Linked DNA regions of Mus musculus: all the other regions are linked to region 3. A link is a contact called in public promoter capture Hi-C data. All regions are on one chromosome and are shown on one strand. Each heading gives the region's core, a stretch centred on a gene start, on an enhancer-like site or on the middle of the called end of the contact. The rest is flanking DNA. Distances are from core to core; before and after follow the strand shown.

Region 1 (2,700 bases), core at 18-2,517, 250 kb before region 3:
AAAAAAGTGTCACCGCCGTGTTGGCCCTTTTCCCTGACTGCAGAGTTATGTCTAGAATTTTGCTTATGTTCACAAGTTTCCCACGATGCTGGCAATTCGGGGATTCTAACCCTACCACAATACTGTCAGCTGCCGGAGAGCCTCACTCAAGCCAGCCCCCTCAGATTGTCGAGTCTCCACATCTGTATCCATCTTCCTATCCATCTCTACATCTGTATTCATCTTCCTATCCATCTCCAGGGTCAGTTCAGGTGCAAAGTGTCACACACAGGAAGGGCTACTAACGAAGCCACTCCATAGCACAATACAGCAACTGATAAATGAAGCCCCTAATCCCTCCATCATCTCTGCTCTGAGTTCAACTCACCATTGCCCTCCTATTTCCCGAATTTATCTCCTGCATGTCCTTGCTCTCGCTGCTTTCTTGACCCCAAATCCTCTACCGTTCACTCTTGTCCATCTAGCAAATAAAATTACCCCATGTGGTAATGGAGATTGTTCACTGCATAACGGCACCTGGATGAGAATTGGTCCACTCAGGTGTGTCCTTTTCTTAAATCATACCAAGGCACCAGATAGGTTAACTGCAGGTAGTTTCTAATGCCACTCCCCCGGCAGCTGGAGGATACACCTGGATAACCCAGGTCCTCCTTTGGATTGTATGGAACATGCTATGTGTTGAGTCCTCGTCTAGTTGATAAAGGTGACATGAAATACAGGAATGGAACTGACATCTGGTAGTACGGGAAGAAGGGACTTGGAGTGCAGGTGACTCGGGGCAGGGAGGATACACCTAGTGTAGGAGTGGCATCAGGGGTGGATAGCTCCTTGGGAGGCTCTCCGCCCAAGGTCAGCTCTGCAAGCACCAGTCTCTCCCTCGCTTCCCATCAGCCCTCCCTTCCCCCATCGCTCGATCCAGGTACCTCCTGGGGCAGCAGGGGCAGCCCGTGCCCCGCTTGCGTGGCCGTAGGAGTGGCCGGCTCCAGGAAGTCGTCTTCGGCTTCGGAGCTGGACATGGCACCGTCCGAGTGACGGCTGTCTGGCTCCCGCCCGGTGACTACCACCATCCCTCTGGCTCTGGGCGGTGGGCGCGGCTTCGGGTAGGCGGGTGGGCGGAGGCCTGAAGAACTAAAGCCAAGCAGTGCCTGACATGACGAGATGGGCCGCCGGCGGGCGCTAGACGCCGAGGACCTGCAAGCAGTTAGGATGTCCTGTGCTGCCCTCCAACAGTCTAACGACCAACGCGCCTACAGTTAGTCGCTGGTCTGACCTGGCTGCCTCCAGCCATTGGCCGAATCTTCGCTGGCTCCGCCCTGATTGTCAGGAGGTTCGCCCAATCACAGAACAAACAATTCGGCCTTAAGCCGTAGTGGCTACAGGCCTACCCAATTCTGATTGGCTCTTGGCTGACAAGCGCGAGCGACGCCTGTCTGCTCCAGGGTTTGGCCGAGGGGAGGTGATCGCCCACTGACGACCTCGATCAGCAACCACCGCGTGGACCCTGCGCTGCAAATCGGAACCAGGCGCTTCTTGCTATTGGCCGAGGTTTCATGAACTCCTGCTATGATTGGCAAGAGCATTGTCCAATTATAGGGTAAACACGTCTGGTTGGGTTTGTTCCATTCTGATTGGCTATCTAACTAACGGGAGCGCTACCTCCCTTGGTCCAGGCCACTTATCTAGGGAAGCGGCTCTCTGCGCATAGCAACCACAGCGCAGGTAGCATCTCTGGCCTCACCCGGTCGCCTCCTACTACTGGCAGTGTCCGATTAGCTCCGCTATGACGGTTAAAGGTCTGATCCAACCATCGAGGTCTCAAACTAGAGTGACAACTGACAACGGCTTGCCGATCAGTCCCATTCTTATAGGCCACCTAAAGGGCACGCGTTCTGCACTTCCGACGTTCAACGACAGCGCTGGTCCCCCGGCGCGGTTCCCGAAAGGACAGACCACCCAATTGCTCCTGCTATTGGCTGTGTCCTCGCTGGCCTCCGCCCCTGATTGGCAGGAAGCCCGCTCATAGGGGCAGCACCGTGGTCCTGCTTTCATTGGCTTTCTGACTAGCAGGCGCGAAGCTCCAGGCCACTCCACTTTATCATCCCGGTCCATGTGTCCTGGGAAAGGGCCCAGGACTGGCTGGTTTGTCTCCATAGCAGCGGGCCAGTGAAAAAAGGCCTAAGCAGGCTGTCCTTGAGGATGTGTTGTGGAGGGCTGAGGGCACCTGCTGTGTAATAGAAATTGAGCACTGCAACACCAATGGCTGGCAAGGACATGGCTGCTGTGCTAGCGCTTTTTCCGTGGACTCACACAGGAAGGAAAACCTTGGTTGCAAATACCTTTAATTGCAGCGACTTGAGAGGTTAGAAGGATTTCTGAGAATTCAACTCTTGTCTCTAGTATAATAAATAATAATAATAAATAATAACGGAACTGAGTATGGTGACTCACGCTGCAATATCAGTACTTGGAAGTCAAGGCCAGCTTCAGCTTCATAACATTGTGAGTCCAAATTGGGTTACATGAGACTGCTAAAAACAAACGCTAAAAATGAAAAAAATTAAATAACCACAGATGAGAAAAGAGAAAACCCCACTCCCAAACAGGGCTCCTCTTCTCCATCTGACCTGCCCACACATGCGTACGCGCAAAGCTGTGGCTTTATCAGATGCCTCCTATTTGTTTAAATTAGCCATTCAAAAA
Region 2 (2,700 bases), core at 187-2,686, 190 kb after region 3:
CCATTGGTGAGGGTGCAGCCTCAGTTGCAAATGAAGGCCCAGGACTGAAGGGGTCATGCAGTGTTTTGGAGATGCCAGTACCATGAGATGACCACCAAGAGCAGCAGCAGCAGTGGAGTACAGGCATCTGGAGCCTAGAGGATGATGTGTGTGCTACAAAGGGCCTGGCTGGAGAAGTGACCCAAGCCCTTGGAGGAGCCCAGAAGATTGTGAGTTGGATCCCAGACATTGGACGGTTGGAGATTGACTTTTGCTTTTGATTGTGACTGTGCCCTGATATTTTCCCTCTTGAAGGAAGAAACTGTTTTAGTGGAGCCCACAGTTAAGAGACTTTTAATTGTAAAAAGACTTTGGATTTTAAAAGAGATGGATATTTTAAAGAGATTGAAATTTTAAGAATATGTAAAGACTGTGGGACTTTTAAAGTTATTTAGAATGGGGATGAATAAGATTGTAAGAGTTGAGGCTTACTAGTGATGTGTTTGTGTGTCAAGTTGACAAGGGGTCAATTGTACTGGCTAGTTTTGTGTCAACTTGACACAGCTGGAGTTATCACAGAGAAAGGAGCTTCATTTGAGGAAATGCCTCCATGAGATGCAATTGTAAGGCATTTTCTCAATTAGTGATCAAGGGGGAAAGGCCCCTTGTGGGTGGGACCATCTCAGGGCTGGTAGTCTTGGTTCTATAAGAAAGCAGGCTGAGCAAGCCAGGTGAGGCAAGCCAGTAAAGAACATCCCTCCATGGCCTCTGCATCAGCTCCTGCTCCCTGACCTGCTTGAGTTCCAGTCCTGACATCCTTTGGTGATGAACAGCAGCATGGAAGTGTAAGCCGAATAAACCCTTTCCTCCCCAACTTGCTTCTTGGTTATGATGTTTGTGCAGGAATAGAAACCCTGACTAAGACAGTTAGGTTAGGTTGGGTTAGGTTAGGAGACAGAGGCAGGTGGATCTTGTATTTCGAGGGCAGCCTGGTCTACAGAGTGAGTTCCAGGACAGCCAAAGGTACACAGAAAAACTGTGTCTTGAAAAACCAGAGAAGCATTTTCTGTTTTTACAGAGGACCTGGGTTTCCCAGCAATTACATGGCAGTTCACAAGTATGTGTGAGTCTTCCTTTTTAAAGTGTCCATATATCTAACACCAGGGCATCCAATGATCTCTTCTGACCTCTAGGATATCAGACTTGCACATGGTGGGCACACACACACACATGCAGGTATGATACTCACATATGTAAAACAAATCCACATAAATCCCCTTTTCAAAAGTCTCATGTTCTCAGTATCTTTGCGCTGTACTCAAATGTAGATTAGCATGGCCTTCTCAAACTGTTCTGCTGAGAAATCAGGACAGTACTCTCCTTTGTACCTTAACTCCCTTGTTCCCAACTGTTGCAAATACGGTGACTATTAATTTGGTCCACGTCCACAGATAGCAAGGGAGAGCACACCAGACTCCGAGTCCGTTCAGACTGCGCACTTCACAGCTGAGACCCAGGGCAGGTAAGTCACTTGATATTTCTGAGTCTGAAGATCTTAGATGTCTTTTAACTACTGCAGGAGGTAGATCATCCGGCACAATGCTACCTGCGTAAAGGTGCTTCGTAAAAATGAAAAACAAAACAAAACTGGCTTTGGTTTGGTTCCTAGAGAGTTTGTGTAGACTCTAGAAGTCTGCTTCCCTTTTGCAACATCCCTAATTTCCCCTCTTCTCAATTCTCCTGGCTGCTACTTCAGCTTCAGGTTTAAGCCCCTCTGGAAATTGAAGTCACTCTGAGTGTGTGACTTCTTTTTCTCATGCTCAGAGCCATTTAAATGGAGGACTGGGTACACTGTTATGCGTGCCTGGAATGACCCAATGAAATTCATTACTGGCTAAAAAACAATCCATAAGAAGATGATGTCGGTAACTTCTTGATTTGGAGAGAGTTTAATCTTTTCACGTTGGATATCACTGGTTAAATGGCCTTTACTTCATATACTGACTATGCTGTTGAGCACACGCATGCTTGCTTAGGATGAAAGATACAACTTCAAACAAGTCAGAAGTGTGAAGGGAACAGCACAGTTGAATCCTCTAAGGGTCTAAGATGAAAGAATCGGACCTTTGTAGGTGGGACTGACCAAGTTTTCTCTCTTTATTCTAGCCATTTCGGTCTGACATGGCGGAAAAACCAACTAACACGTCGGTGCCAATACCTGGCAGTGAAGATCCAGTTGAGTGCATCTTTTGTATATGATATATGCGTTATGCACTTCAATAAGTAGTTTCAAAATGACTGGCTCTAAGTTGATTCAGGTCCTGACAGCTAAAGAGGCTTGCTATCTTTGGGAACAGATCATGAACCTTACTATTGGTTAGATTTAAATGTAAATGGTGGTTTAAACAATTGTCAGAATGTTTCTTGACTTTGTTGGTATGTGTGTGTGTGTGTGTGTGTGTGTGTGTGCCTGCACACGTGTATGCAAAACATTCTCATTTAAAAGCAAAGGAGACTAAATCAAGATTTAAAGTCACTCTAGGGGTGTTTTTAGTTTTGTATCACTATAACAAAGTACTTCATGGATAAAGAGGTGCAGAGACCCACTCACTGTCCCGAGCTATTCATATTGTCCTCAGCCCCTCCCACTGCATCCTTCCTCCCCATTTGGGAAAGCCCAGGAAAGGAAGGAGGCCCTGTTACAGCAGTGTGGGATCTTCC
Region 3 (2,700 bases), core at 171-2,670:
TTGTAGTGACCAAATATAAAATCATTTTCCCTTCTATTTCAAAACTGTAATCTTGCTACTGTTATAAACCATCATGTGGGCTGGCGAGATGGCTCAGCGGTTAAGAGCACTGACTGCTCTTCCGAAGGTCCGGAGTTCAAATCCCAGCAAACACATGGTGGCTCACAACCACCCATAATGAGATCTGACGCCCTCTTCTGGTGTGTCTGAAGACAGCTACAGTGTACTTCCATATAACAATAAATAAATTTAATAAATAAATAAACCATCAGGTAAACATTTTTTGGAGCCGAAGGAGTAGCAACCCACAGGTTTAGACCAAGGGGTCTCCCTAGCCTAGTTAACATCTGAATTAACATTTCAGGCTGGGGGAGGGAGAGGGGGATGCTGGTGCTGAAGTAGAGTGTCCTTGCAACCCACTGCTGACAACCTGAGTTTGAGCCTTAGAAAGATCAACAACCAACTCCCATAAAGTGCCCTGTGACCTTCACACAGGCTCCCAGATGGGACATCTGGAATCTTGATGCTGTCAAGAATTTCCTACTTCGTGTGGACAGGAGATGGCTCAATGGAGCAGCAGTTCTCAACTTGTGGGTCAGGACCCTTTCACAGGGCTCGCCTAAGACCAAACTTACAAAATTACAGTTACAATGTAGCAAAAAAAAAAATTTTTTTTAATGATCAGGGGTCACCACCACAACAACAAAAGGATCGCAGCATTAGGAATGTTGATACCCCTTGTAGTAGCGTAATTACAACTAAGGGTTAGCTATCCTGGACCCAAAAGGTGGAAAGAGAGAATTCTAAAATTCTCGAACCTCCACACACAAATAACGAGTAATTTTCTTTTATCCTTTTTTTCCCCCCTTCTATAAACCTTTAAACTCTGTAATCCCATCCCCAGAGAAGCAGAGTCAGGAAAATCAAGGAAGGCTATCCAGGACTTATGAAGTCCAAAGCTAGCCTGACAGAATCAAAAACACAGTAAGAACAAAACAAAACAAAACAAAAAAACACCCCCAAGAGCTTGACACCTATCACCATTCATTCTTTCCTCACCTCCTCTTAGACTATGCCCTCGACAGCCCTTCCCCCAACCTGTCTAGGGAAAATGTCACATTTCAGAGTCCTCTCCCGGAGTGCACAGAGCGTGTCCCCGTTCTCCGGGAGTCCTCCCCTGGTAGCGGATCCCTTTCGGCTCCCTCCATCTCACCCTCGGCTTCGCAGCTCTTAAGCTACAGAACCTCGTCCTGGCCGCCCGCGCTTTGTCCCCAGTCCCGAGGGTCTCACCCGGCCAGAAGGGTCACGCGGGAAGTGCGGATTCGGCTTCCACGTGGCATCCTCGGTGTCTGCACCTTAAGCGTCCAGACACAACAAACTCGGGAACGCCCACGGGCGTCCAGCAAGGAGGGAGGAAGGTGGGAGGTGGAACCTCCGCACGTAGCCAATTAGAGCCCAGGAGAAGCACGATCGCTGAAAGTTATTGGACGAACCAGACATCAGTAACTGGCAATGCGGTGCCACTGCGTACCACGCCGGGAAGTTGCTTGGCGACGAGGCGCTGTAGCTAATGGGAAGTTCCTGAGGTTGCTCTCTCAAATCTTGTCCTTCGGTTCTGAGATGTATGGTTAGTTTTTTTCTTTCGATGGACCACTGGATTCCTCCACTGCCAGGCTGCCCTTTGATTTTGAGACCCTTCTGCCTCAGCATCTCAAGTGAACTGGCATCTCAAGTGAATTACCCGCATGTGCTGCCACGCCCACTGTGTTAACACGTGTTAAACCTGAAAATTGAGTGGATGAAGACTAAACTCTATTGTCTAATCAAAAGCAAGCTTTATTTTAGAGGTGCATCCAGCATCAGGACTGGATATCCGGCTGTTTTATCCTAAGTTGGGATTTTAGAGAACAGGCCCTTACTGGCCTTTTGGGATTCCTTTTATGGCGGAGCGATAAAAGATTAATAGAAAACAGATGTAAGCATGTTTACAGGGCCTAGAGTATTGACTGTTAGAGATTGTTAGAAAAATACAATGAAACAGGAAGACAAGGATATATATCATATAAATGAGGTCTTTCCCCCCCCCCCCCCAGATTACATCAGATTTAGGAAGCAAACTTAGATAGAACCCTAGTTTCGTAAGTATAGGGGCTTAACACACTGGGTTCCTTAATTTGCAAGGTATGGGTACTTAATACAATGTGGTCCTTAATTTCGAAGGTATATGGGTTTGACACATTGCACCCTTTGATTTATGGTCTCATAGTCTCATCTTGGCCTGATTAACTCTTTCAAATCTTTGACAAGAGAGCAAGCATTGCTTGATGTTGTAGTCGGGGGAACAGGATTCTGGTATTGAGTATCTGGAGGGTGATTAGGTTAATATTGCACCAAAAACACAGAGCGCAAGTATTATGATTGATAGTAGAACCATCAGGGGGCCAATGAAGGGTGAGAAACATCTTAGCCAGGAGGGCCAATCAACATGTGCCTTGGAGATATTATTTCTCAATGTAAGTTATCGATTAGGTTATCGATGGTGTTAGAGAAATCTGATATGTTAACACATTTCAGGGAACTGTTGACATCCAAGATTATGTGTGATCAACTGAAAGACTACGGTAGCTCTATTTTGTAGGATTGTCATTCTTAACTCTCTAATTTCTCGGTTAATTTCTGTCAATATCTTTGTTGTATAGT

The links. Capture Hi-C pulls out chosen DNA fragments and counts their contacts.
Region 1: a promoter capture Hi-C map of adipose tissue shows a contact between it and region 3. The contact joins the promoter of Kctd7 here to the promoter of Zbed5 in region 3. A contact is called at or near these places in 11 of 39 promoter capture datasets (the 3T3-L1 cell line, the C10 cell line, the HPC-7 cell line and 7 more), 17 of 484 Hi-C or Micro-C datasets (CD4 T cells, CD8 T cells, the G1E-ER4 cell line and 11 more), 8 of 115 datasets of contacts at active chromatin or transcription factors (the 230-238 cell line, astrocytes, bone marrow-derived macrophages and 5 more) and 4 of 9 other capture datasets (adipose tissue, liver, macrophages and 1 more).
Region 2: a promoter capture Hi-C map of liver shows a contact between it and region 3. The contact joins the promoter of Septin14 here to the promoter of Zbed5 in region 3. A contact is called at or near these places in 2 of 39 promoter capture datasets (macrophages and pre-B cells), 5 of 484 Hi-C or Micro-C datasets (CD4 T cells, centroblasts, effector CD8 T cells and 2 more), 3 of 115 datasets of contacts at active chromatin or transcription factors (embryonic stem cells, extraembryonic endoderm stem cells and pancreatic cancer cells) and 3 of 9 other capture datasets (adipose tissue, liver and pancreatic islet).

The regions. Positions count from the first base shown.
Region 1 is chr5:130,143,450-130,146,149 of GRCm38.p6, reverse strand. It overlaps Kctd7 (potassium channel tetramerisation domain containing 7), which reads right to left and starts at 1,267. Exons shown (of 4, transcript NM_172509.4): 1 at 924-1,267. The coding sequence starts at 1,067.
Region 2 is chr5:129,703,720-129,706,419 of GRCm38.p6, reverse strand. Septin14 (septin 14) reads left to right here and starts at 1,436. Exons shown (of 10, transcript NM_028826.2): 1 at 1,436-1,501; 2 at 2,146-2,214. The coding sequence starts at 2,161.
Region 3 is chr5:129,894,443-129,897,142 of GRCm38.p6, reverse strand. It overlaps Zbed5 (zinc finger, BED type containing 5), which reads right to left and starts at 1,420. Exons shown (of 4, transcript NM_183088.2): 1 at 1,291-1,420. The coding sequence starts at 1,340.